Regions from separate parts of the Mus musculus genome. Here all the other regions are linked to region 6. A link is a contact called in public HiChIP or PLAC-seq and promoter capture Hi-C data. All regions are on one chromosome and are shown on one strand. Each heading gives the region's core, a stretch centred on a gene start, on an enhancer-like site or on the middle of the called end of the contact. The rest is flanking DNA. Distances are from core to core; before and after follow the strand shown. Region 1 holds the start of Dcp1b (decapping mRNA 1B). Region 2 holds the start of Lrtm2 (leucine-rich repeats and transmembrane domains 2). Region 3 holds the start of Cacna1c (calcium channel, voltage-dependent, L type, alpha 1C subunit). Region 4 overlaps Dcp1b (decapping mRNA 1B). Region 5 holds the start of Cacna2d4 (calcium channel, voltage-dependent, alpha 2/delta subunit 4). Region 6 holds the start of Zfp9 (zinc finger protein 9). Region 7 holds the start of Zfp239 (zinc finger protein 239).

Region 1 (4,006 bases), core at 559-3,058, 700 kb before region 6:
AAAACTCCTGTAAATAATGCAATGTGACACTGGCCTTCACTGGGCGTTTGGTCCACCTCTGTAGGGATTTAAAACGGTTTCTGCCACACAGGACTGTGAAGAGGCGTTAGGAAAACTGCTACCGAGGGGTGGGAATGGTGCACTGTACATTTCAACGGCTTCTGATCTTCTAGCCTGAGCCTCCTGCCGAGTCAACTTACCCCACTAACTCTTACTGGGTCCTACTCCATGTATACTAACTGAATTACCTCCATAATATTAGGTGTGGATTGGCAGGCAGAGGCCAGTCCAGGCAGAGGGCATGCAACTAATAGGTTGCAACCCCTTTGGCATACGTCTATCTCCAAACATAATTGCATTACAATAAGAAGAGTAGCAAAATTACAGTTAAGAAGTAGCAACGAAAATAATTTTATGTTAGGGGTCACCACAACAGGAGGAACTGTATTAAAGAGTCCCAGCATTTGGAAGGCTGAGAAACATTGACCTAGAGAAGTGAAGCACGTTTATGTACAGTATCTTCACATAAATAGAGAAACATTTCAGTGGGGAAACTCCCTTTACTTATATAGGCCCATAGTGTAATTTCCTCTGGTGTCCAAGAAAGACAGCCTCAATTAATCAAACTAGGGATATTCAGAACAATGGATCTCTGCAGATTTCCCCTTCAGGTTTGGCTCTTAGGAGAACAGACATGAATTCTTTGCCTCACTTCAGTTAAGAACTCGGACAAAACTATCGGAAAAGATTCCCGGCCCTGTTTCAGGGGTGTTGGGGATGAAGCAGGTGCCTGCCCCAAGCTCCACGTCCAAGAACTTTCTTCATTCTTTTGTGTGCATGGTTTTTGGGTCGTTCTTATTACAGCCTACTTAATCATAAATCTGCTCAAAAATGAAAGTTTTCTTTGCATAAATCTTGATGTTTGTTTCAGTCTTGGCGAACACACCGGGGGAAAAAAATTGAAAATTTGCAAGGTGTTTTCCATACACCCAATGAACCTTATTAAAAGCATTGGTTATATACTGATGAATATTTGGACAAAAGTCACAAAAGAGGAGGAAATGACACTTTTATATATTCAAAGGGATGGTTTATAAATGATAAGAACCAATGCCTAGGCCAGAACTAATTGGTCTCCCGTTGCAATTCCAGTCTAGTTGTGTGGAAAACTAAACTTCATCCAGTTACTGTAGGCTGGGACTCGGTCTTGTTGGAAATGGACTGAAATGGTTAGGTTACCAACCCTGGCCTCCTACATCCAAGTCTGGGGTGTCCCACCCATGTCCATTTCCTCTTTATTCTCCCACGCTTGCTCTTAGGTGGGTGCCTGCCCTGCATTTCGCACTCCGGCTGCTCCTCCTCCGCGAGGCTGGACTTATCTAAGTTTGGGGCTTCCGGGCTGCCCTCCGCTGCCGGAGAGCTTCTGTCTTCTGATCTCAAAGCCCGTGGCCCGCACTCAGCGGAGCCGGCCACACCTTCTGTGTCCCTCGTCCCCCACCTGCTGGTGGACCCGCGGGTCGCCCTCCACCAGGACCGGCCCCCGCCCGCCTAGCCGTGCCCAGCATCTCCCGCCCTGTCCGCGCCCCGCCTTCCGCACGGCCGCGGCGTCCGCACGCACCCACTCGTTGGCCCGATGGCCGAAAGTGTACAGAGCCACCTGGCTGGCCACGTCCACGATGCGACTGATGTAGGGGTCGTGGCGCCGCAGGGCTGCCAGGCTGATATCGTGTCCCTTCCCAGGCAGGCCACCTGCCGCCGCGGCCGCCATCTTCCCACCCACCCTCCTGCCCAGCCTTCAGGAAGCCCCCTCAATCGACCGCCGAGCGAGCGAGCGAGCGCGGCGGGGCGACCTTCCGGCATTTGGGGACCCGGGCTAGGCTTCGCTAATCGATGGCCGGGTCCTCTCGCGGAGGATCGTCGCCTTGGCAACAGGAAGCTCAGCCCTGCTCAAGGAAGCCCGTTTTATCTATTTCTTTCTTCAGGAGCCTCTGAGCTGTGCCCATTTCCTTCTTGAATACGGCCCACGCCTTTGCAGAGCTCTTCTTTGGCTCTTCGATGACCAATCAAACATAGTCACTCCAAAAAGAACTCTGAGAATTCTTAAATGGGGCTCCCCAATATCCGTGAGGGATTTCCTGAGTGCCTCAGAGGCCTGCAAGGTTATGATTGTCCATGACAATTCTGAGACTTGCATGATGTGTGCAAAAGGACGACTGCACCGGTAAAGAACCAAGGGAGGCCCCAAACTGCACCACTAGCCGGTGTATTCTTGCCGCTGTGCATTATTCTCTGGAAAACTTGTCTGAGCAGCTGAAGCCAGGCGTCCCTTGGTCAAAGTACTAAATTAAAAAAAAAAAAAACAATCTTTGGGTATATTTTTTAAATTAATGTGGGGGAAAAATTAGAAAGAATGGATAACGCAGAGCTGTTGCACGCCATATTTGCCTCTAGGCAAATATGTTCTGCACTTGAGATGGGCTGAATTTGTGGTTTTATTGTAGGTTTTGCTGGGGTTGGAGGGCTTGTTTCTCGAGACAGAGTCTATGGCAGGTTTCAGTCTTTGCTCCTCCTGCCTTGGGGTCTTAAGTGCTAGGACTACTGGGGTGTGCCACCACCCAGCCCAGGGGTTTAATTTTACTTCCACAGAGCATCAGTTTAACATGAAAGAAAGATGAACAAACTTATGGCTATTCAGATAGATTCTGGACAGGCTTTTTCAAAACTAAGATTTTCCTGTTTCTTTCAAGAAATCAAGGGGTAGGTATTGTTGCTAATGATAATTTTTTAGGTTAATTTTTAAAAAAATGGGCCATGAGCTTGACTGTCTCAATACTTAAGTCTCTTCAGATGAGACCTGTGGTGCTATCAATGAGTACACTTCTAAAAGATTATACTCTAATGGGAACTGTCAACATTTGAAAGATATAGCTCCCTTAGCCCGGTCATTCAATGATTTTCAGATAATAAAATGGTGTCACAAACTCACATACAGGTAGGAGATCCATTCAAGGCGAATGTGGATCAGTGGATTTCAGTGTCCCACAAAGTATGAAAGGGTGATAGGACTTCAAGAAACTGCACTTTGTCAAATTTTGATATATCATCAAAGGATATTTATAGTTACATGAACAGATCATTAAAGTGGCATCCCTTGTACCATTACATTGTCTTTGTGAGGCTAGGACTTGTTCATTTATGTGACTTATTAAGTCAGTTTACACTTGGGATGATGAGAATCTGGTAGTTGCTCAGTGCATAAAGCTGAGTGCCTCACGAGTTCTAACATGGCACTGAATACCTGGGTATCTGGGCAGCTGCTGGTCCTTACTCAACAGTGGAAGCCTGGAAACACTGGTTCTCATAACAGTATCAGCATCAAACCAAGCCTGTGGCAATAGGGAAGGCCAGCAAGCAAGAGGTAAAAAAAAATCTTCCTTCTGTCACACAATCTTTTTATCCGGGCTGCACTTAGAAGGCACTGTCCACACTTGGAGTAGATCTTTGCACATTAACCAATGAATCAAGGCCATCAGGACAATTTCTCAGGTGAGGTTCCCTGCTCATGTGATTGTAATTTGTGACAAGTTGACATTAAAACCAACCATCACAGATATTATTTGTTATAAATAAATACATAAACAGTTGGATAGCAGGGAACACACACACACACACACACACACTTTTTATTTAAAAATATTGACTCTGACTCTAAAGTTGATTTCATGATCCACTGAAGGAATGTGACTTGCCGTTTGAGAAACAGAACAAAACCATGTTGTCTATACTTGGTCCTAATGGCTTTCTATTCCCTTCAAGTGGCCCCACAAAGCTGACTACATAGTGTTGCAGGCTAGCCCACTCACTTACTGCTGGTTCCACTGAGTTCTGTGCTTCTGGTCACATGCTTCTAAAAGTCAGATTGTCATTCAAATTCCTTCCTCGCAGAGACAATGTCTACAACCTACTCATAAGGTCCCAACAGCAAAGCAAATTTTGATTCCATCAA
Region 2 (3,875 bases), core at 735-3,234, 850 kb before region 6:
CCATCCTTCGGTCCCTCCACAGGGACCTCCTGTGTTTTCCTCTGGGCTCATAGCCTGACAGAACACCTCAGTAAGACCACAGGCAGCTGGGGGCCTTAACAGGGTATTCACCCCTGATCTCTGGTGCTACTTTGTGATCAGGGATGGCACTCAAAGCAAAGCACACACAAACCAGTACAGCAACACACACACACACACACACACACACACACACACACACACACACACACACAAACACACATCAGGGATGGCACTCAAACAAAGCAAAGCACACACAAACCAGTACAGGAACACACACACACACACACACACACACACACACACACACACACACACACACACACACATCTGGAGCACCAATTTTCCCCTGCTGGCCTCTGCACCTGTGTTGATCCTTCTTGGCCTATGATTGGCTAAACAGGGACTGTGAGGGAGGGGCCTGATTTGTGCAGCTGATAGCAGTGGCCTGGAAGGTACTCAGGGAGTGCCAGCATCCTAGGATTCCTGGGTGGAGGCAATTTCAGAGCTCAACCCACCTGCTTATTCTGTAAGTTGAGAACTCAGCACGGGGTAACTGCTCAGCTGCTAACTACTTGAGAAGCAAAAGCATAGATTTAACCAACAGGAGGGCATAGAGCTGTGGGTGATAGGGAAAGGTAAGGCAAGTTACCCCCAAACAGCTCACAATACAGGACAAAAAGCTACCACACGGACTCCTCTGTGATCAGAACTATAAAGTGGTACAGAGAAAAAAAATCCCTGTAGAGGGATGTTGGGTGTTGCTGTTAATTTTACTTATATGGTGTGTGTGTGTGTGTGTGTGTGTGTGTGTGTGTGTGTGTGTGTGTCCATCCCAAGGACAGCCTGTGGGAGTCTCTTATCTCCATGTGGGTTCTCGGGGTTGACCCCAGGCTATTAGGCTTGACAGCAAGTGCTGCTACCTGCTAGGAGAGCCATCTTGCCCCCACCCCCACCTTCCAGAGCTGAGTTTTTAAGGCAGGGATAGATCACTATGCACAGAGATCACCGTGCTCCTGAAGGGTCTGTTTTGCTGAGGCAGGAGCTGGGAGAGTGTTAGGGTAGTGGCTGGTTGCCTTGTTGAAAGGGCAGGCACAGGGAACTTCAGAGAGGATGGGGACTCTCTCAGCTCTGCTGGATTGCAGTCCTGAATCAAGGCGCGCCCAGCCCTGCATATAACATAGAGAAAGGACCCTGAGATACATATTCATGCTGTGTTACCTACAAGCTAGATCATCTGCTGAACAGGCAGGATGTAAAGGAATGAGGCCTGTTTCAGGCTGCAGGCTGGGAAGTCCAGCTTCTCTTCTGGCTTAGCCTCTGGCTCAGCCCCGCATTGGAAGGAACACTCTTTATGCCAGTGAATGGCAATGTGTTAGACTTGCTCTGTCTTGATTGGGAGAGAGGTCTTAGACCACCAAGGCCAGCTCCTTCAGTTCCCCGTGTGCACAGAGGCACATGGTCTCTGCTTGTTGTTCCTTCAGGTTGCAGCTGCGTGCTCTGACACCTCTCTCTCCCAAATAGTCCTGGCCAAGGGTGGTCACATCTACAGACTCAGCCCCTTGTCTAAAGGGCTTTCTGTTGCCTTGGCATCTCTGAGGACCCTCAGCGTTCCTCTTGTAAGAGGAACTCAGCCTTTAAGGAGCTGGTTTTTCCTTATCAGAACTGGGGTCTGACACAGGAGACAGACCTAGTGTTCCGGCAGGTCTAAGATCCAAGACAGTCAGCGGGGCTGTGTTTTGGGTCCTGTACCCCTTGGAAGGTCCTGCCTTCTAGACAGCCAGAGATGGCCGCTCCTGGGAGGTGAGAGGAGATAAGGGTACCTGTAGTACCTGTAGTCTGGGGCAGCGGAGATTCACCCACAAACGCTCTCCTGCTGCCACAGAGCTTCGGAGGCCGGTGCGCGCGCCCGCCATCGCAGATGCGCCCCAGCTGTCACTCCGCTGCGCGCTCTCCTCCCTCTGCTTGCTTGCTGTTGAGCACGCGCGCTCTGATCCTTCTACCTCTCCCCCTCTTCGGTCTGTCTTCCTCCCGCCCTCCCTCTTTCGCTTCAGTTTGTCGCTGACCCCGCAGCCCCCTCCCCGGCAGCGGCAGCTCAGCCTGCGGGTCCGCCTCCTTCACAGGCGCTGCCCAGTCTCCCGCTGCCCTGAACCAGACCGGACATCCCTGCGTTCTGCCTGCCAAGCTGCCCGTGTGTCCGGCTACCTGGTCTGAGCATCAGGTCCCGGTGCAAAAAGGTGAGTTGTGAGCGGCTTCTGGGAGAGAATGGGGTTGGCGCAAAGGGCTTGGGTATGGGAACTAGGGACCACCTGTCCCTGCACGATGATCAGGGCTTTCTTCCCAGGGCAGTTGCTGAGGTGGGGTGGGGGAACCACTTAGGACCAGATAACCTGGGCAACCCAAAGGTACAGAGCATTAGGAACTCTGACTCCTTAGTGCTGGGGACATAGCGGTGTATTCTGCTAAGGAGGGGGTATGGAGGAGGGGACAGGGAGGAGAGCAGTGCTGGTGCCACATGATGGCCCCGGGTAGCATGGAAATGTCCCTGCAGCGGGAGGAGCGGCAGCTATGGGAGGGGGAGACAGCTTGGGTGTTGGAAACAGGCTGGCATTCTGAGAGGCCTGAGTGAGGGTGGAGGGTGGAGGACCCACTGAGTGAGGAGGCGCAGGCTGGACCTTTATACCAGTTGCTCTTGCTGGCCTTGCTGGCCCCGAGGTAGCTGTCCTTGAACAAGGGTGCAAAGGAGCCCTTCCTAGTTGGAATAGTCTTTGCAGTCCTGATAGAGCCTCCTTGGTGGGGGTGTGGCTGGGAGTGAAGGAGGGGTGTCTGGTAGTTCTTCCTTACAAACCCAGGCCTTGATTTTTAGCACACTAGATGGCCAAACAAACCAGGAGCCCGAGATGCTTAGGTGGTCCACCACTGCATAATGCCCTTTGCAGCAGGTGGGTCAGATGCCTTCCAAGCCCCGGGTGCTTAGTGTAGGGGGCAGCGTACAGCGAGGTCACATTCACCTGCTGCCTGGCTCATATGGGCATGGATGGCCAACTCGGAGCAGGACACTGCTTCTCAGGAGCCCCAGGCCCATTTCATAACGCTGAATTCTGCCCAGGAATCTGCAGTTCAAATTCCTGTATGGCCGGCAGGTCTGGGACTGGGCTCTGATTGGTTGCTCTGCCTCCCACCCCCAGCTGTCTGCATTCCAGGGTGGTGGTGGGGATGTTGGCACCAGGCTGCCAGGGTTTGTTGGGCATTGCCTTGTGTGACTCAGATTGACAGGCCCACAGCTTAGATAACTACAGCAGGTGGGGGGAGGGGAAGGAGCCAGCATGTGGCGCTGGGCGGGGGAAGTCCAGCTGGTAGGGAAATCCAACATCAGCTTCCAAGCTGCCAAGAAGAGCCCAGCGCTCCCACCCCCACCTTCCCACTGCAGGAGGGCTCCGGCTCTGCCAGAAGAGGGAGACAGGAAAACCAGGCAGGACAGGCAAAGAGACGGGCTTCTTAAGCCACCCCCCCCCCCAGCTGTGTTCTTTGAGGTTTGGCTAGAGGATGTGTCTGCGCTCAGGACAAGCTTACCCTAGTCTCATTTTCCAAGTGCCAAGACCCAGAGTCAGGGTCTTGCTTTAGTCAGGTGGGTGGCAAAGGAAGGCGCTGGAATGGGTGATTGTGTGTGTGTGTGTGTGTGTGTGTGTGTGTGTGTGTGTGTGTGTGGCTGGGAAGAGCGGGGAGCCAGGATGAGGCTTGGGTGTGGAGTGAGTGATCTTCCTTGGCACCTGCCCAGGGAGGCAGTTGAATGGTGGGAGCCTCCCGGGTCCTCAATGGCTTCTTCAGCGGCACAGAGCAACCCCGTGTGTGTTGGG
Region 3 (3,669 bases), core at 24-2,523, 630 kb before region 6:
GCTACTGCAGAGCGCCAGAGGTAGAACTTTGGCTCAGCCATGGAAGGTGGCAGCAGAGAAAGCCAGGGAAGGTTACACTGCCTTGTTCTGTCTGAGGTGAATTCCGAGATATACTGATGTGAAGCGGTGGAGGAGATCAAGTCAAGGTGTCTCCAGGGTTCTTCAGCTGAGTTGGGGGAAGGCTGTGTGAGAAGCAGGCCTGGACATATAAGGTTTGATTCTCAAGTGGAGAGGGCAGGTTGGCTGGCCTATGGGTGAGAAGGAAGGTCTAAACTGGAGATTTGCAGCTGACACTTAGCCGTGCTTAAAGCCACGTAGATGATAGGGTCTTTTAGGGAACCTGGAGACAGGGCGTGAAGTCTTCTAAGGGTTGATATTTAGATCTGGTTTCCCAGTGGTAGGCCCTTCTAGAATGGGCTCACCAGCCCCATCTAGAGGGTCGTGCGTGCAGGAGGTGCCATACATATTACTGTGACAGCGAGAGTCAGGGAGAAGTGTTTCATAGCTCCCCGCCAGGGTGGCAGAATTAAGAGAAGTAGGTAAGGAGACACTGGCAGAACACGTGCTCGCCTGACCCCAAGGAGAGAGCAAACCTGGCTGTGTTAATGTTCTCAGACATCTGGGCACCACTGCTGCCTTGCCCACAAGGCTCCGCCTCTTGGGCTCTCTCTCTCCCCGCCCATCTGCCCATCCTTGCCTGTGTGTGTCACTTCTACAACCGCTCTGATTGTAATCGATCAACAGAATCACGGCTCATTTTGCTGTTTCGTCCGGTCGATGTGAAAGGGGCCGGGAGTTGGGCACATTGTAGTTCGTGTTGCCGGGATTCCCCTCCCAGGCCTTGCTAGCGTGGCGCCCCCCCCCACCCCCCCAGGGACGCGCGGTGGCCGCGGGGCCTCGGGAGGGTGGAGGTCTTGCAGCCGGGCTCTCGGAGGTGTGTCCGCTCCTGGGCTCGTTCCCCGCCGTCGCGAAGCCAGGGGGTTCTCGCGTGGCGGCGCCGCTCCACTCGGGCTCCGGTCCCCGCCGCGCGCCGCCGCCACATCTGGAAGCGTTCAGCTCGTCTGCTCCGGCGCGCCGGGCGGGCGGGCGGGCGGGCGGGCGCGGGCAGGGGCGGGCGCGGGCGCGGCGGGGCTGGAGGGAGGAGGGAGGCCGCGCCGCGCTCTCGCGCCCGGTGTCTCCCTCTCGCTGCCTCTGCAGAAACAGCTCCCTGCCAGAACGGCGCTCGGCGCGGCGCGGCCCGGAGCGGCGGCGGCAGTGGCGGCGGCGGCGGCGACGCTTCCCGCGGGCTCGCCCTCAGGTGTTCGCGGCTGCCGTCGCCGAAGATCGCGGGTCGGGGCCTCGCGGCGATCGCCCTGGGCGGGCCGGAGACGCCTCGGGCCCCCTGGCGGCTCGGGGTCCACCCGGCGCCGCGGGCCCGCCGCTTTCCCTCGCCTCGCCTTTGCGCCTCTTCTCGCTCTGCCTCTCCATTTATTATTCTTATCATTTTTATTTTCAAATGGTGTAGCCGCCAGAGGTGCGGTGCTAAATTCTTGGAAGGGGCCCGGATGTACTGAGGATGCATTACAATCTCACGAAAGGAGGCGGTAGTGGAAAGCAGCAGTTTTTGGTGTTTGGTGCAATAATGGGGATCAGGTAATCACCCGAAGGGAGCAAGAACCACTGCGGATCCACGGGTTCCTGGATTTGCGCGAGAGCCGCCGGCCTCGGAGGAGGGATCCATCCCGAGCCGCTCGCGGCTGTTGCTGCATTTCTTCCTCTTTGTGGCTTCTCCTTTCCAAGCAGTTTTTGGCCAATGGTCAATGAAAACACGAGGATGTACGTTCCAGAGGAAAACCACCAAGGTAAGCGGGACCCCAGCGCCTCGCCGGGCTCGCCCGCGCTGCCCACGGCGGGTCCCGGTGGAGCGGCCCTCGCCGCGTGCCTCGCGAGGGGCGCCAACCCCGCGCGCGGGAGCCCGCGGGAGCCGGCCGAGCCGCCGTGCGAGCCGGAGCGGAAAATTCCCGCCCCTCCCCCTCCGCGGCCGGGCTTCTTCGGAGCATGTGGTTCCCATGAAATCCCGAGCGAGGGGGAAAGTTCCCCAAGTGTCGGCGCTGCCTGCATTTCTCGCCTTTGCCTCGAAAGCCGGCCGGCCAGTCTGGCCACGGCGAGCCGAGGAGCCGCTGCTTCGGGGTCCCTTGCTTTGCTGGGGCGCGGCAGGGAACGCGCGCTCTCGCGCGCACCCCTACGGAGACCAGCCCCGCGCCGGTGGCCCCCCAGGCTGCCCCACGTCCACTCTTCCCGACGCCACTTCCTCGGGCAGTGCGCTCCGGGTCGCGGGTGGGGGTGGGGGCGGGGGCTGCAGCTGTGCGTCTCAGCGCGCCTCCTCTCTCCAGGCTCTCAGGCTCTTCGGCTTCTCAACACCGCCCACCTCTCCACTGCCATTGACCCCGAGCGAGCCCACGCCGGGTGCCGGGTGTGTTACTGTTAGCACCCCAGTGTGGACTCGCACCTGAGGATGGAAAGCGGTTAGAAGCCTCAGTGATGTGTGGGCTTTGCTTTTCCATGTTTTCAGGGAATCATGAAAGGGTGTGACTAGCTCTGAGGCTCCATACTTAGTGTTCTCTAAGCATCTCCATCCTGGGCATCAAGTGTCATCAGCTCCCCTCTAATGGTGAATGGCTTTCGGGTAGCTCCCCACTTCTTGGAAACTTTCTCCCTCTCCTCCCCAGTCCCCATCGACAAGTTATTATTTTTGACATTGCTTAGTGGTTAAGGTGATCAAGCTGAAGTGTCTTGCAGTCCCAAGATGCCCTTTCTACGGGCTCTCTGCCCCGTTGCTTGACTGTTCCCTTTCTCTTTCGCCTTCAGCAGCTACCGTTGCTCTTCCACATTGTGTCTTTCCTTGCCTTGCCAGGGTACTTCTTAGTGACTCTCCAGAGCCTTGCCTTGTGGAAGTAATCTCCAGGCCTGATACTGGTACCCAGCCCCTTCTTCCTTTTACCCTTTTGTCACCATTTGGGGAAAGGGCTATTGCCTTTGCAGATTAAGGCTGCCGGGGAGCTGGCTTTACAGCTGGTCTTCTTTCATCTGGAAGCAGCTGGCTTTCTGCTTTCTGTCTTGGGTGGCAGCATTGGGATTTTGTCCTCCTTAAGAAGAAAGACTTGTCCAGGGTCATGGGTACTAGGTCTTTTTATGCCATACGGGCAGCCTGGATTACCTGCCCTTATCCTGCCTCTGTCCTCAAATCCCTTTCCTAGCTGATGGAGTTATGGTTGGTTCAGGAGGAGGAGAGATGAGACATAGAGGAAAGGGTGATATTTTTGTAGAGTGGGGGTGGGCTAGCTTTTTCAGGTTCTGCCCATGCCCTCAGTCTAAGCAAGTTGGCAGAGGAGAACCCAGCAGTATTGTCCCATCTGTCACTACCCAGGGCAAGACATCTTTGTAAAACAGGTATGCCCATAGTTGGCATGGTCTCCTAGTAGTGTAGGGTAAAGCCCTTCTTAGCTTACTTTCTTACTCTGCTTCTTTTCTCTTGCTACTTTGCTTCTCGATGGCATCCCTAAGCCCCTTGCAGGGAGCAGGCATTCAATGCAGGAGCAATAGCCCTACAGGTTCTGGAGAACGATGTAGGGGGAAGAGGAGGCAGCGGTGGCCAGGAACTCTATACCTTTCCAGCAGAGAGCCAGCAGA
Region 4 (3,966 bases), core at 205-2,704, 720 kb before region 6:
GGGAGTCAGGAGTCTGTAGTTTTTATTTAACAAACCATGAACTAATTTTGCTATCTCTACTTAATACTTAGGATGCACACACACACACACACATACACACACACACACACCTCCTTAGCTAACATATATATGTTAGAACAGGGCATACACTTTTGTCTGTTCAAGTCTACTTTTATGCCTTTTGTTCTGATTTCTACTTTTTAAATTACCACAGCGCATGTGTGGAGTTCAGAAGAGGAGACCTTGTGGAACTTGGTTCTGCCCGTCTACCATGTGGATCCCAAGGATCAAACTCAGGCCATGAAGCTTGGTGGCAGGTGTCCTACCAAGCCATGTTGCTGGGCTCATGCTTTGAGTTATGAAATACTTCACTATGTAGTCCAGGCTAGTCTGAAACTCACCATCCTCCTGTTTCAGCTTCCCTAATTCTGGGATTACAGGCCTACCCACCAACAAAGACATGAATTTGGTTTACACGTTGCCACTCTAAGTCTAGGAGGCCCTCTAACTGGATACCATTTGTATGCAGGCCACTGATTTCTTAGGCTCCCTCTACATCCTGCTCTGTTGACTTCACCTGCTGCCGTCAGTGGTGGGCTTTGCCACCGTGGTATCCCCACGAGGAAGAGGAGACTCACCTTGGTGTACTCATCCTTGGCCTTGGTGAGCATCTGCAGGATATCTACTTCTTGGCCCTCTCCTGAGCTCAAGGTCACGGGGGAGGATCCGGCTCCATGACAGGCTTTCAACTGTTCGCTCTGAGTGAGGCTAGAAAAACGGGAAGCTGCGATTCAGGAAACTAAAGTCAAAAGCGATGCTATTTATCACTCCAACTCTCTCCCAAGGGTTTTCATCCCACTACAACCATCTTAGGACTGCTTAAGCATTTGAAACAGAAAATGAGAGAAGAGGTCCTGAGCCAACAGGCCACATATGCAAATCCAGGGTAGGACATCAGAAGCTCTGTCCTTTGGACTCTAGCCTGCTCCACCTGTTCTAATAAAGAGAATAACAAACACAGGCCTGCTCGTTGCTGGACAGAGCAGTCCTGGCTGCTTTTACACTACAGCCGCAGGGCGGCTGCTGACTGTGGAGGAAGCCTTACAGAACATTCAACAGGGAAGATCTCTATGGTACAGACTCCTTCCCTTCCAGAATGCTGTGAGGTCAAGCAAGGTGGGCTGTACCACCTCAGACCTTGGCGATTCAGAATCGAAAAGGTCCCATTCGAACACTGACCTCATGGTCCTAAATGCTACAGGGAAACATTTTTTTAAGTCCTTTTCTTTGTGTGCTTTGATTTTTCAGCTCAAATTCTTATGTTAACTATGCAGATACTGGTAAAGTATGACCTGCAAAGTTACCAACAGATTTCCTTCTAACTAGAGAATGCATCTGAATCCACACAGATCAACTGCTCCTTGCTATCTACAATCGGCTTCCTGCCTGAGGGGTGAGGCACGCACCAGGTTTACCATGACCTCTTGGCTGAGTTACAGGGTATTTTTTAATCCATATGAAATCCGGCTATTATTGTCCCTTGCACAATTTACAACACCATGAAATGTTTAAGGAACTAGTTGTTATGGTGGTAAATACCAGTTTGAACACACTTAATCACCATCTGGGACTTGAGCTGGTTGCCTAAAATTAGCTCTCACAAGCAGGAGTTTCAGGAGTCAATTTTATTTATAAAAATGTGTTCCCTGGTTTTTATTTCCTTGTGGGGGTCACTTCTTCATTCCATTGCCCTGGGATGTAGAAGCGAATACTGGTTCTTTGCAGGACGAGCATCACGTCCACATGGGGACTAGCTATCCTAAACAGAGACCCAGCCCCATTAGGAATTTGATTAATTCTGATGACCTTGGCTATTTGCATAAACAGCAGCCGACAGTGAGCAGCCAAGTCGGAACTGGTCAGAGCCCACCAATCAATCGCACCTGAGCCTCCTTGTGATCCAATTAAGGAAGCCAAAGTCAGAGAGTACCTCAGGAACAGCTTGAGAGAAAGAGACTAATAAGTCTAAGAGTAGTGGGGGGGGGGGAGATGGGGAGAGAGAGGTGATTGATTCTGTACCGACTGCTAAACTAACATGAACTGATTCGGACTTCCCCAGAGAGGGGGACTGAGGAGGATTCTAGGCCCTTGGTGTTTGAGGTGTATCTGGGAACTCTGAGTTACAAGCACAGTTTAGAAGGAAGTGGAGGGTATCAAAGGCTCTGGGCAGCCTTTCAGGGTGACCCTGCATGTTCATTTTACTGATGGACACATAACTTTCCATAGAAAATACTACTTATTTACAAATGAAGAAAATGCCAAAGAAAACCACCCCGCGGAACAGCTCACAGCACATGGAGAGAACAATAAGCCACAGAAGCTGAGTTTGCAGAGAGCAGGGCAAAACTGTTTCTCACTCTCTTCATATGCTAAGCAGTGACAGGGTCTGGGGGTGGGGTGGGGTGGGGTGGGGTGGGGGTGGGGTCGTGTGAGGATGACAGCTGAGAACCACTTCCTGCTAGTGTTGATTCACACATTTAGAAATACGAGCCACAGTGCCAGCTCCTAGGACACGATTGGCCTTTTAATACTTACTTTTTCATTAGTTTTGCAATTCTCTGGCACTCTTCCTTATCATAAAACCAAATTCCATAAATGGACACTGGGGAAAAACACATCAACAAGCCGTAAGCATCCTCAAAGCACACAATGGAAGGGAACCCCCTTTCCGTCTTACAGGAAAATCCGCAATAATCAGTCACAGTGAATTCATTCGAGTGATTATTAAATAGATGAAAGCAGTCATTGGAGTCAGAGCCAGGGCTACATGAGACCCCGTGCCAAAAGGAAAAGCATGTGCTGTTAGAAGCGCTGCTGAGCGGCCTACACCCTGAAGCCTGCTTCCCTGCCTCTACCCAACAGGCAGTTGGTGAGCGCTTCATAACCAAGCGGCTACAGATTGAAAATGAGATCAGGATGCTAAACTTCTTGGCTTTGAGACGTCATTGTTTCTATGTTCCATTTGCACATCTCACAAACACATTTCATCTTTATTCTTAAATATTCAGAACCTGATGCTCATCTCATGCCTGGAACCCTCCTTCCCTCTCCCTCTCCAAGGAACACGGTAACTGAAAAACTGGCTATGAGTTATTAGGATAGGAAACTAGAAAAATATAATTTTAATAATCAATTTCACTTTAAAATGTCTGTACAGAAAATTTACAAATGTTGGAAGGTTAGGTGTGACGATGGTGTAACCATTTAGCAAGGAACGGAAAAAATACCGTTGTGGTTGATTTTAACCATTTTCCAAGTAAGCTGTCTATTAAATTTAGTGTGTACCCAGCTCTATCAGATCTATAGTACGGGTTAAGACAGTTGCAGGATACATTTGTGAGTATCTAGTTTAGGGCCTGGTCACATATGCAAATAATCACATAAATAACACATGAACTGCATGAGCACTAAACAAAACTTCATTCAAAACAACAGCAATATTATGACGGAGCAATGAAAATTAGCAAAAGGCATTTGAAAGGAAAACACCAAATTAGACCTTCAAAGCAGGGAGCTGTTGTGCATGAAGACAGCTCTGACAGGCTCACAACATCTTTTTCTCCTCACGCGTCTCACCAAGGCGCAGGATAGGACTAAGGGATAGCCAAATGTACAGGACATGTCTTTTCAATGCTATTTTAAGCAGGTATCAAAAAGAAACTTTATGAATCCAAACCAACAACTTGCCAAAAGTCATCACTGAGACTTTAAAACTTCATTTTGTACCCATCAAGTGCACGCAGAATCTTTATTTTTTAATGCTCCTCGCCTCTGGTTCACCTCTCCAGCCCCTGCATGCAGAACCATGGTCTCAGACACCTACACATGAAGAGTGCAAAGGGAGATGACGGTCCAAGCTTTCTCAACTTGGTGACTCTCTCAGAGAGAAATACACACATCCATCCT
Region 5 (3,686 bases), core at 938-3,437, 760 kb before region 6:
AGTTCAGCATCTTCAGTGAGGTGGAGGTTAGCCTGGTGAGGAGATTTCAAAGAGAATTTTAGGTAGAGAGCCTAACAGAGTGGAAAATGACTTCAAAGCCTCCAGCTTGGCTTGCTGATCATAGGTGAGAATGTAAGGAAAGCAGCCAGAGTGAATCAGGGAGAGAGGAAGGTGATGCATGTAGCTTGGGCCATGGTAAATGTGAGCCTTCGGACACAAGGTCACTGAGTGTCATTAGGTAGATTGTACATCCCATGACCTTAGGGGCTGTCAGAACACTGTATCTTGACAAACTCCCATGATACTCAGGGAGAAGCATGCATAGGCATTGCGTATCGGAGTCTGACAGGGAAGAGACTGGAAGGAGCTTTAGGGGCATGTGTGGGATTGAGACACTGAGGGCAAATGGAGTCTTGGCAAGAAAAGTGTGTAGTATGGGTTGATCTGTGAGGGCAGGCAGTGGGACATCTTGTGGTTTCAGGCACATGCAGACGGCAAGGTTCTCTTGAAGGTGGCAGAAAAATCACTCAGGAGCCCTATGGGAAGCTGGTCTCTATGCTCCAGGAGTCAAGAGGTGGGATATCAAGAGAAAAGGGGAACACCTCACGCATCCAACTGTGGGGGCCACAGTCTCCAGGATCGGGAACCAGGAGGTTTGTGGCAGCCTTGTGTAGGGAGGGCAAGTAGCCAAGGCTGAGGGCTGAGTGTGAGGTTCAACAGGACAGGGGCAAAGGACTGCAAGGGACCCGGTGATCACAAGCAGGAGGAGAGAGTGTGGTAGAGCCCCATCCTCCTGGGAACAGAAGGCAGCAGCGGGGCTTTGGGAGGTGGCTATCCCATGCTTCTCTCTAGGTTTCTGTGTGGATGGCCACCCTGGATGCCAGCCATCTTTGCTTGGCCCCCTGCCATCCCGGAAATTGCTTTCTGGGATAAAGACTGCTCAGCTTGTGCAAGGCTGCAGTGGCTGTCTCAAAAGCCAGGCTGGCTCAGCAGTACAGATTCCAGCATTTTCATCTGTGGACCTGCGTGCTTGGAGAATGGTATTACCTCCCTCTCCGAGAGACTGCCTGGGCTGAAAGCCATCGTTGGAACAGTGCTGAGCTGAGCTGGGGGGTGGTGTTGGGGGGGGTGAAGGGGGGGTGGAGGGGAGGTCACCCAGTGTCATGGAAACCCATTCTTCCCAAATAACAGACTTGGCATGGGCCCCGTCTTGTCAGCTGGGTACCAGCAGCTAGACACAGATGTGAACTGTGAAGAGTCAGTCTAGGACCCTCAGCTTCGTTTAGTGTCTGGAATGTTCCTGACTGGGGAAGAAAAAATAACCATCCAGGGAGATTGTATCAAATGTAAATTCTGAGTGTCAATGTTTTCCAAATACCAGTTTTAATGTGTGGTGCAGAATTGAAGCCTTGAAGGAGACAGGTATGGAGAGAACAAGGCCAACAGAACCCATCCTGAGTCCCTAGACAAAGCCCTGATGTAGGCACCAGCCTGCCTGTCCATTCACAGCGGTTTTACCCCTACTTGGTGTTCAAACACAGTCACCCCATGAGCCCTGGGGGTGTGACACAAAGGTCATTTCCAGCACCTCTTCAGCCCAGACCCATACTACCTTGTAGTTTAACCTCCCTGCTGGCTGCCTGCATTCTCATCTACACCGGATATCAACTACACAAAGCCAGAAGGTAAGGACATGTGAACTCCAAAATCAGTAAGGATACGAGGAGGCTGGGGATGGGGGGGGGGGATGAGGCTAGGAAGGAAAGGCTCTCTCAGAGGCTGGCTAGAGGGAGGAGGTGTCAAGAAGGGGTCTTCAGGGTAGGATCAAAGTCAAGGCTCACGTTTCCAGAGGAACTGTGGTCTGGCCCCTCACGGTAGGCAGGGAGGTGTCCGAGAGCAGCAGCCACAGGATGATTGGCGTCTTCCACAGGGAGGTCCACACTGCTGTCCACCGTCCACTGTGGTCTTGGTTGTGGCTAGAGGACAGCATGGGGCATCTTGCCATGGTGTTCCCACTGGGGGAGGGGCAGGGGAGGAGGACAGAGCCCCTGCTGGGAGATAACTTGCTGCCACAGGAACTCCTGGGCATGCAAGTGTTCTGCCTGCTGTCCAGTCCCAAGTAAAAGATGTTGCCCCCAGCTGCAGCGGGCAGAGGGTCCACCCCAGGTGATCAAAGGGGAAGGCAGTGAGCAAGCACCCCCTCTAATCCACTGGCCTCTCCTCTAATCCCTTCTTGTTGTCAGAGGAGGGGCTGATGCAGGAGTGGGGTGACCTCAGCAGGATTGCCCTGATTCCAGCTCTGAGCAGCTGGGCCAGTGTGCCCTTCTGCTCCAAAGAGGCCAACTGATAGCCACAGAACAGACAGCCTCTGAACTTGGGGGGAGGAGGATACCCCACCCTGGTCACTGAGTTTGCTCAGAGCTGTGCTAGCCCCAGACCCTGAAGGACACTGGTAGCCCTTTGAGCATTCCGTAGGAGGGGGTGGGCAGCCCACTTTGTGGGGCTAGGCTCTGGGGCGCTGAGATGGAAGGAGGTGGTGTGGTTCACGTTTCCAGGCCTGGAGTTTTGGGGCCAGCCAAACATGACTGGCATGCACAGGGAATACCCTAGCAACCTGGAGGTCTGCCTGCCTTGGAGGTGCACATCCCTTTATTCTGACAACACACCTGGAAACCTAGGACCCTACCCTCCCATGCTGTGCGCACATACTGCTCAGCAGACAATGCGTTTCGACCTGCTCCAAGGTAAACCTGCGAGACAGAGCTTCGCTGTCTCCCCTGGAAGCCATCACCCCACCTCCTGTCTTTGATTTTGATTGCCTCATTTTCATCAAATGTCATTGTCATCCTTTTGTCATGGTCTCACCTTACTTAGCATAGTGTCCTTAGTTCACACGTGTAACATGCATCAGAACTACGTCATCCCAAGGCTGCGTCCCTCTGCAGTGAGTATATACGTTTTGCTTGACCTTGCAGCCCTCAGCCTGTGCTGGCTCTTGGGAGGCCATGTCCCTTTACTTCCTGGCCAGCTTGAGCAGGCATCCATCAGTCACAGCTATGTGCCACCTGCTTTCCTGCGTCTGGTCCCACCAAGAGCTCCTGTCAATCAGCTGTGCAGGGGTTATCACATGATGTCACTGTATGTCCTGTGAGTCTTGTCTGACAGTTGGTCTCCTTGGCCCTGACCCCATCCCATATCAACCTGCATTTTAAAAATGCAGGGACTCTTTGAAAATGTAAAGCCTTCAGTCTGCTCAGGGGACCCTGTGGCTGCCACCTGACTGCAGGTTTTGTTTTGTTTTTTAATTTTTTATTAGATATTTTCTTTATTAAATTTCAAATGTTATCCCCTTTCCTGGTTTCCCTTCAAAAAACCCCTATTCCATCCTCCCTCCCCCTGCTCACCAACCCACCCACTCCCACTTCCCTGTCCTGACATTCCCCTACACTGGGGCATCGGGCCTTCCCAGGACCGAGAGCCTCTTCTCCAATTGATGTCCAACAAGGCCATCCTCTGCTACATATATGGCAGGAGCCATGGGTCCCTCCATGTGTACTCTTTGGTTGGTGGTTTAGTCCTTGGGAGCTCTGGGGCTACTGGTTGGTTCATATTGTTGTTCCTCCTATGGGGCTGCAAACCCTTTCAGTTCCTTGGGTACTTTCTCTAATTCCTCCACTGGGTACCCT
Region 6 (3,759 bases), core at 964-3,463:
CTCCCCAATGTGGCCACATTGGATGAAGTTCCTGTCTTTGCTTTGTCACTATGACTTGTAGAGTCAAAAGGACAAAAATAAAAGGGCTGAAAATAAGAAGCCAACCTTACCATCCAGCAGCCAGGGCCTGACTGCTGGGCTCCTGCCAGTAACCTGGGAAGCTTTCGCAGAACAATTAGGGTCTAACTCCTAATGGCTCAGACATCTCACCCCAAATGGCCAGTCTCAGGGAGGACAGGTTGTATTCTGAAATTTACTACTCTGTTTCCGAGCCGCCTCTTAACCTCCTCATTCAAACCAATCCCCCACGCCAGCCATGGAGGCAAAGCAGGCAACTTACTCTAAAGCGACCCCATTTCCTCTTAGGGATGCCCTTCACTCTCTGATCCCTGAGAAGTAGAGTCTCCTGAAAGGCTTACTAGAACCTCAATGGTTATAGAGAATTTGGAATGCTACCAGTTCAGAGTCAAGTTATCGTGGGCCATCTTCAGTGAGTGTACTTGCGCTCCCGCTTGCACACACACACACACACACACACACACACACACACACACACACACACAGTCACGTGACCCAGCACATTAGCACTCCTAAAAGCAATTGATTGCCCTCTGCTATGTGTGAGCTGGCATCTTTGTGACTATCAGGTAAATTACTTGGAGTCTACAACGAGATGGCTGGTCCTCACCAACCCAAGGCTATGAGTGTCATCTGAGAGCGTCTGAGGCCAAGACTTTCCCATTTGGTTTTACCCTGCCCATCTATTGTTTCCGCCAGTGTGTGTGAGTGTCCTCATTGATGACTTCTTCTGTTCTATTACTCTGAAGGCTCTGTGAAGGGACCAAAGAGATGGGGCAGAGGTGACGAGTGCTGGGTCCACTTCCAGAGGACCAGGGGTTCATTTCCCAGTGCCACATTATGGCTCACGACTGATCGTCACTCCAGTTCCAAGGGATCAGATGCCCCCTTCTGGCTTCATCATGCATGTCTCCCACATGATACACAGACATGCAGGCCCAAACCCATATACACAAAATAAAACAGCCCCGGGAAGCAGCTTGCACGTTGGAAAAGGAAATTTGGGGTGCCCTAAGTCTATGTTCCAGGACCATCATTATGTTCAGTTCACAATAACCCCTTAGAGTTATCCCCTTAGAGGCAAGAGCTGTGTTTCTGTGCCAACAATACCTTTATCCTGAACCTTGCAGGCTGTTTGGTCCCCTTGTCTCTTAAGTTGGCCTTTTGAGGACCAGTCAATGAGTCTGAGTCCTTATGGCTGCCCGGGGCTCAGTCGTTGATCTTAAAAGCTCTGGCACCATATATGCTATATGTATACATTTATGTGTAAAAATTGTAACTTTCGTATGAAGAATGTAATATTTCCATATTTCTAAGGTTAGTACAGTGCGGACTAAAGTTATGGCCAAGGACATATACAAGTTGTTTTACATATTCAGGACATCGTTCTTAGTGAGAGGATAAGAATGGCATTCTGCATCGGTAGGATACAACTTTAAAAATTTGGCCAGGGGGAGGCGGGGACTAACATGTAGGGCACTTTACTTGGTGTATTCTTTTGGTTTATATATACTGTACATATTTTTTTAGTTTCTCGCGTTTCGTGTTATCGTTTACATAGTTTTGAAAGGTAGTAATCCTAAGACAAAATTGCAAGCTCCTTGGATGTAAACTTCAAGTATTTAAGCTACCCCACCGTACACACTGCGCACCCTCTGACGGCCTTCTGTCTAACTCCGCAGGGTGCCCATTGCTTGTTCAATCATCCCCTTAAAGATCAGGCCTTAGGGAAGCAGCGCAGCGCTCAACAGTGAGGTACTCAGAGCCAAACTTCATAACGTGATCACACACGGAGTCATCGCGGAGGCTTCTGGAAAGCGTAGTCCAGAAAGGAGGGCCGTTAGGCGCATGGGCAGAGCCCTCGCCTGTCAGCTGAGGAACTTTTGTCCTTCGTCTTGCGGGGGACACCGAGCCCCGCGGCATCCCCCGATTTGAGGGGTTCTCCGATTGCGGCGGGCGGGCGGGCGAGCGAGCACGCGATCCTGTGGGGCGGCGGCGGGAGGAGCGCGCTGGGCGGGCTGAGGAGGGGAGGGGAGGGGAGGGAAGGGGAGGGGAGAGGAGGGGACATCAGCGGGAGGCAGGCGGGTCTGAGCCACCGCCCGGGTGACGTGGCACCCACTCGCCTTGTCCTCCCGCCACGTCGGCGTCCTCCCGCTTCTCAGCCATCCCCGGGCATCTGCAGCGGAGGCCGCTGTCACCGAGGTGAGAATCGCTCAGGGCGCACGGAGCAGGGCAGTCTTGCAGAGTGCTGTGGAACAAGCAGGGCGGGCTGCTGCTTTTCCAGCAGAGCCAGGTCCTTTCATCTGGGCCCCTCAAAGCTGTTCACAGAGGCTGTTTGGTTTACCCAGTACCTGCGGGTGGTCGTAATCCTCTATTGTTTAACTCTGCCGGGCTTGTCTCTTCCACGCAGTCCTGTCTGCGTCTGCTTTCCGTGCAGCCGCTGAGGACACAGCCTTGAAGCATACTTGATCATACCTGGAGTCTTCTATTCCTAAAACTCCTCCAGCCTCCTCTGGATCCCTTAGTGTGAGAGATTAATTAAGGCTCTCCCTCCCCATATCCCTCAGCTATCCTTTGTTAGACTGTTGAACAGTTATTTGGAAGTACAGTATTGCTTTTTAAAAAAAGGTCTTTCAGTATTAAATTTTCCTGAGAATCTGGGAATTATATACACTCACCCTCTAAGGGAATAGAAGTAAAACAGATTGGGGGTGGGGTGTCGATCTGGCCTTGGAGCTCCAGACTAGTTTGGAGCTGTTGAAACTCCTGCCTCAGCCTCCAGGATGCTGGGTTTACAGGTGTGTGCCACCCCGTCCAGCAGAGACAGATCTAAAAGATGAGAACTGTTGTTCATTTGTGTTCTCTGTTACGAAGGAGATTTCCTAAGGCTGATGATTGGCGCATTTGTATCTGGCCTTATACATTAGGCCTTTGGTATGCACCCGGCTGACTGGAATTAAGCATTTGGTTTTTTGTTTGTTTGTTTTTGTTTTTAATCTATATACACGATATACCTTTTTAGGGAATATGGTACTAAAACTGTTGTCTAATTAATTAATGACTTTATTTATGTATTTATTTGAAATAATGTCTCACTATGTAGTCCAAGCTGGTCTAGCTCTCGTTCTATAGCTTAAACCAGCCTTAATCTTGCTATCTGCCTGCCTCGGCCTTTACAGTGCTGGGGCTAGAAGTGTGCCTCACTCCATGTGGCTTCAAATTGCTATTTTTGAAGGTAATTTTGTTTCAAAGCTTCATTTGTTTCAAAGCTAGATTTGGCAGCCATGCAACAGTTCATTAAGATGTAATTTAATTTCACCCCACCCCCCTGTTTCAGCCTGTTTTGAGAGGCCAGTCAATTACAGGGATCTAAACCTGTTGTGTGGCTGTCAAGGCTTGACCGGAGGCTGCACAGAGGGTTATTCACCATGATTTAATTCCTTTCACTTTAAGAATAATAGCATTGAAACTAAGTCCCAATGCCGGTAGCAGACATAGCAACAGAACCAAAAGGAATCATATATAAGAGAAAATGGATCACATGTAAGGTTCTTGAAGAAGTGCTCCGTTTTCTTTTTGCTTTGAGAAACTGTAATTTAGGGAGAAGAAATGCCTGGTATTTGAAAGCTTTAAGATGACTTTCTAGCTTTGGAGGAATGTAATATTAACAGAAAAAAAATG
Region 7 (3,844 bases), core at 356-2,855, 620 kb after region 6:
CACCAAGAACATGAGTTCTTTGATGAAAAGCTTCAGTTTATATTCTTTTTTTTTCCTACTTAGCATTAGACTGGGCATATACTAACTTGGAATGATCTCCAACAAGCTACAGTTTTGATCTCACGTAAGGAGGTCAAATCCTTAGGAGGTAGGACCTAGTAGGAAGAATGTAGGTCACTGGGGATGCACCCTTAAAGTGATATTGGGATCCAGGTCTTTCCCACATGAGGTGAACCAAACTCTGTTTCATAGGTCCAAAACTGAGTCAAGTAATGACAGACTAAAACGATGGAACTTTGAGCAGACAAATCTTTGCTCTTTACAAACTCATTACCCAAGATATTTTGGTCTTAACAACGAAGAGTAACTCGTGGAACATACACCGAGTGAAATGTACGATAGGAGAGCCGACTTCCAGACTACAGGGAGAAAATGCTCCATAGAGCCTTTCAGAAGAGCTTGGTTGGATGTTTTGAGTACTTCACAAGGTGGCAAGGCAGTGTAGTGAGAATTAACATAGAACTTCCGGGTCAGCAGACCCAATGCTGAACCAGTTGATACCGTTTGCTAGATACATATTGTAAGGTCCCAAATGCTCTCGTTCCCTTGTATAAAATACCAATCTCACAATGAAGCTTGGCAATAAAGAGAAAGACCACAAGGACCTCACTCTAGGCAAATACTCAATGCTGATTTCCTAGTTTGTTCTAAGAAAGAAAAGCTGTATCTAGCTCAGAGATGAGGCATTTTTGGTGAAAGAAACTGCAAGTCACCTGAAGCATGGTCATATTTTCAGGGAGGGGCAGATTCTGCCTAGGGTAGTTCTGACATGCCCATCTCCTCAGACCAACCTATTTCAATACTGAAGTTCTGGAGTGGGTGTTCTCAGGTTCTGTGCATCTTCTCACTGCGTGCATTACAGCTACCCAGTATCCCTTGCCAGACCGTCCTCTCAGAAATCTGACTGGTTTCTAGGTCGCAGAGGGGAGGGCTGTGCAGCGGAAACCTTAGTACTCTTAGGGGTCTCTTCTAGGAGCCTCTCTCATGGTCTCCTGATGTCCAGCAACATCATCATTGGACCCACCCAGGTCAGAACTTGGTCAAGCAAGAGGAGGGTGTCTACGGAGCTGCGGTTTGCTCTGCTGCAGGGGCCTGGCCCTCCGTGAGGGTGGCCTGGTGCACGGGGTGTTACTGGGGGTTTGGGGGTTACCGTGGCTGCTAGCACGTGGGATCGCAGCCGCAAGGAGCCTTCCCAGCCTCGGAGCCTGGCTCCGAGTGGTAATGCCCCCTAGTTTGGACCAGGACACCGCTGCCCACCCCTGGGGCAGCCCAGCTCTGCTCACCTCTTGTAGGTAGAACCCACACCTGGTAACGCAGGACTCCCGAGCATCATCGAGGATTCGAACTACAAGTCCCAGAAGGCTGCGGGCAGGAAAGCGCTACTTCCGAGCTCACTTCCGGCGACGATGGGCTCACTCTTGTGAGCCCCCAGTTTGAGGTTGTGGTTGGCCCTGAATAGTTCAAGTTGTTGTGCACTCTTTTCGTTGCAGACACATACAGTTTTAAAATACTCCCCCAAGGTGTCTTTTACTTGTTATGATGATGCTAGAGGGTAAAAAATCATTATAAAATTGTCTTCAGCCTTAAAAATATTCTGAAGCTGTTAATAACCACTTTAAGTGAATAGTGTGGTATATGTATTCACAGCATGTAATCTCATCACTAGGGCCGAGGAAGGAGGTTTGTGAGTTCGAGAAGCCCGTGTCGAAATTTAAAAAAGAAAGAAAAGAATCGATCACTGGTTACTCCATGCTCTTATCTTTGGAGTACAGTCTCCAGATATTTATTGCGCAGGTCACCAACGCCTGTAATTCTAACTCCAGTGATCCCTACACCCTCTTCTGGACTCAGGCGCCTGTGTTCATGTACAATGTGTTCATGTGTACAAACCTACACACACACAAACTTAAAAACAGAATATTTTTAAGAATCAACAATAATGTATTTGGATATAAAGAACTAAAAACTGGATCATAAGGTTGACTTAATAGATCAGTGAACTTCCAAACCCAAAAAATAATTTTAATCATAAAATAGCCACCCCTCCAGAAATTGATGCCATTAAATCTGAAAGAAAATGTCAACGAAATTCTAAGGAATCAATAGTATTAAATGTCGCTAAGTTTCACTTACCAACAGGATTTCAGAGTGTTTTCTGAGTGTGCAGTCGTCTCCCAAAAGGATCTCTAGGTAAACCTGTGACATTAACATCCAATCTGTAGCCCACATGGTCCCCAGGAACGTTGTGAAAGCCCATCACAAAACTCTTAAACCTCAGACTTGAGACTTCTTTTTACAAATATCTTTTGTTCATATATTTCCCTCTGTGTGTGTAAGCCCTTCCCCCGTGGGTGTGGCCATCCGAGGACAACTTGCAGGAGTCACCTCCTTCCTTCTTCTCCGTGGATCCTGGGGATTGATCGCAGTCTGGCAGGATTGGCTGACAGGCACCCTAACCAGAACAGCCCGATTGTTCTTCTGAATGTGGCCTTTGTAAAGGACAGTGGTGTGTCACAGAAGGTTGGACACACTGTTTTGTTTTGTTTTATAAAGATTTAATTATTTATTATAGGATTACACTGTAGCTATCTTCAGACACTCTAGAAGAGGGATTCAGATCTCATTATGGATGGTTGTGAGTCACCATGTGGTTGCTGGGAATTAAACCTTTGGAAGAGCAGTCAGTGCTCTTAACTACTAAGCCATCTCTCCAGGTCCCTGGACACACTGTTAACAGTTACCAGAGTACTGAACTTTGTTCTGCCCAGAGGGTCTTAGGTATTTCATAGCAGAAACTAGTAACAGAATGGGGCTAGGAAAGGCCGATCGTTTTAAAGTCAAGGCTATTTGGAATGCTTAAATTAGGTGTTGTGCATTCAGATAAAAATAGATTATAACATTTAAACCCAATATGTATGGTATCACTTTCCACTTTCTAGGAATCCAAGGTGCATGTTTTCTATTATTTATTTATTAATTTTGGTTTTTTGAGACAGGGTCTCTCTGTGTAGCCCTGGCTGTCCTGGAACTCACTCTGTAGACCAGGCTGGCCTGGAACTCAGAAATCCACCTGCTTCTGCCTCCCAAGTGCTGGGATTAAAGGTGTGTGCCACCATGCCTGGCTTCTTATTCCTTTTCTTATTTACATGTTCCTGGTAGCTTAGGCAAGAATAATGGGTAAGAAATCATCCCTAGAGATGGGGCCACTAACATGACCTTATCCCCAGGGAAACCAATGCTTTACTTGCTAAATCATTTAAAAAACAATTATGATAAAAACTTTCCCAACAATAAAACTTCATATGGCTACACGTGTGTCATCAGAGGTGGATTTTGTTATGTGGTAAAGAAAACCTTAATTAGAAAGAGTTAAAATAGTTTAAATTTATACATTGAAGATTATAAAAAATCAGGCACTAAATGTTAAATAATAATTGACCATGAGGCTGGAAAGTTAGTTCAGTGGTTAAGAGCACTGACCTTTAAAGATTTATTAACCTGCTCCTGGAAACCCGCCCCCCACTGAATACATCCACTGAATACAAAAAAAAAAAAAAAAAAAAAAAAAGAACTGTTCTATTTGTGATTCACTGAATACATAGTTTCAGAGTTGTAATGCTTGGATGATTTTTGTGCTTTACTGTGCCAAGTGATTTTTTTTTTTTTTTTTGGTTTTTCCAGACAGGGTTTCTCTGTATAGCCCTGGCTGTCCTGGAACTCACTTTGTAGACCAGGCTGGCCTCGAACTCAGAAATCCGCCTGCCTCTGCCTCCCAAGTGCTGGG

What was found. Promoter capture Hi-C pulls out the DNA fragments that hold promoters and counts their contacts. HiChIP or PLAC-seq counts read pairs in DNA pulled down with a chosen protein or histone mark.
Region 1: an H3K4me3 HiChIP or PLAC-seq map of neural tube shows a contact between it and region 6, with 5 times the contacts expected there. The contact joins the promoter of Dcp1b here to the promoter of Zfp9 in region 6. A contact is called at or near these places in 1 of 39 promoter capture datasets (liver), 2 of 484 Hi-C or Micro-C datasets (group 2 innate lymphoid cells and muscle stem cells) and 4 of 115 datasets of contacts at active chromatin or transcription factors (the NIH/3T3 cell line, astrocytes, embryonic stem cells and 1 more).
Region 2: a FOXA1 HiChIP or PLAC-seq map of pancreatic cancer cells shows a contact between it and region 6. The contact joins the promoter of Lrtm2 here to the promoter of Zfp9 in region 6. A contact is called at or near these places in 4 of 39 promoter capture datasets (the 3T3-L1 cell line, the C10 cell line, embryonic stem cells and 1 more) and 7 of 115 datasets of contacts at active chromatin or transcription factors (the NIH/3T3 cell line, astrocytes, embryonic forebrain and 3 more).
Region 3: an H3K4me3 HiChIP or PLAC-seq map of embryonic stem cells shows a contact between it and region 6, with 5 times the contacts expected there. The contact joins the promoter of Cacna1c here to the promoter of Zfp9 in region 6. A contact is called at or near these places in 2 of 39 promoter capture datasets (both in embryonic stem cells), 7 of 484 Hi-C or Micro-C datasets (Th1 cells and embryonic stem cells), 7 of 115 datasets of contacts at active chromatin or transcription factors (embryonic stem cells, extraembryonic endoderm stem cells and stem cell-derived neural progenitor cells) and 1 of 9 other capture datasets (embryonic stem cells).
Region 4: a promoter capture Hi-C map of embryonic stem cells shows a contact between it and region 6, with 4 times the contacts expected there. The contact joins the enhancer-like site here to the promoter of Zfp9 in region 6. A contact is called at or near these places in 8 of 39 promoter capture datasets (cranial neural crest, embryonic stem cells, hippocampal neurons and 3 more) and 1 of 115 datasets of contacts at active chromatin or transcription factors (astrocytes).
Region 5: a promoter capture Hi-C map of neural stem cells shows a contact between it and region 6. The contact joins the promoter of Cacna2d4 here to the promoter of Zfp9 in region 6. A contact is called at or near these places in 1 of 39 promoter capture datasets (neural stem cells) and 1 of 115 datasets of contacts at active chromatin or transcription factors (the NIH/3T3 cell line).
Region 7: a promoter capture Hi-C map of liver shows a contact between it and region 6, with 3 times the contacts expected there. The contact joins the promoter of Zfp239 here to the promoter of Zfp9 in region 6. A contact is called at or near these places in 1 of 39 promoter capture datasets (liver), 1 of 484 Hi-C or Micro-C datasets (embryonic stem cells) and 1 of 115 datasets of contacts at active chromatin or transcription factors (bone marrow-derived macrophages).

What each region holds. Positions count from the first base shown.
Region 1 is chr6:119,173,055-119,177,060 of GRCm38.p6, reverse strand. It overlaps Dcp1b (decapping mRNA 1B), which reads right to left and starts at 1,808. Exons shown (of 9, transcript NM_001033379.3): 1 at 1,619-1,808. The coding sequence starts at 1,768. It also overlaps a transcript of Cacna1c not described here.
Region 2 is chr6:119,328,875-119,332,749 of GRCm38.p6, reverse strand. Lrtm2 (leucine-rich repeats and transmembrane domains 2) reads left to right here and starts at 1,984. Exons shown (of 5, transcript NM_172492.3): 1 at 1,984-2,255. All of the region lies in intron 26 of Cacna2d4 (calcium channel, voltage-dependent, alpha 2/delta subunit 4), which reads right to left.
Region 3 is chr6:119,106,099-119,109,767 of GRCm38.p6, reverse strand. Cacna1c (calcium channel, voltage-dependent, L type, alpha 1C subunit) reads left to right here and starts at 1,273. Exons shown (of 47, transcript NM_001159534.2): 1 at 1,273-1,841. The coding sequence starts at 1,793.
Region 4 is chr6:119,197,624-119,201,589 of GRCm38.p6, reverse strand. Dcp1b (decapping mRNA 1B) reads right to left here. Exons shown (of 9, transcript NM_001033379.3): 4 at 2,596-2,662; 5 at 639-768. Among named protein-coding and RNA genes, the nearest start is that of Dcp1b, 24 kb to the right of the region's middle. Within about 2 kb of position 1,454, at least 15 of the 459 cell types and tissues checked have an H3K27ac peak or open chromatin away from gene starts, as enhancers often do. A contact at or near this core is called in embryonic stem cells, where this site is marked.
Region 5 is chr6:119,235,025-119,238,710 of GRCm38.p6, reverse strand. Cacna2d4 (calcium channel, voltage-dependent, alpha 2/delta subunit 4) reads right to left here and starts at 2,187. Exons shown (of 38, transcript NM_001033382.3): 1 at 1,842-2,187. The coding sequence starts at 2,005.
Region 6 is chr6:118,477,727-118,481,485 of GRCm38.p6, reverse strand. Zfp9 (zinc finger protein 9) reads left to right here and starts at 2,213. Exons shown (of 6, transcript NM_011763.2): 1 at 2,213-2,280.
Region 7 is chr6:117,860,642-117,864,485 of GRCm38.p6, reverse strand. Zfp239 (zinc finger protein 239) reads right to left here and starts at 1,605. Exons shown (of 4, transcript NM_001001792.2): 1 at 1,344-1,605.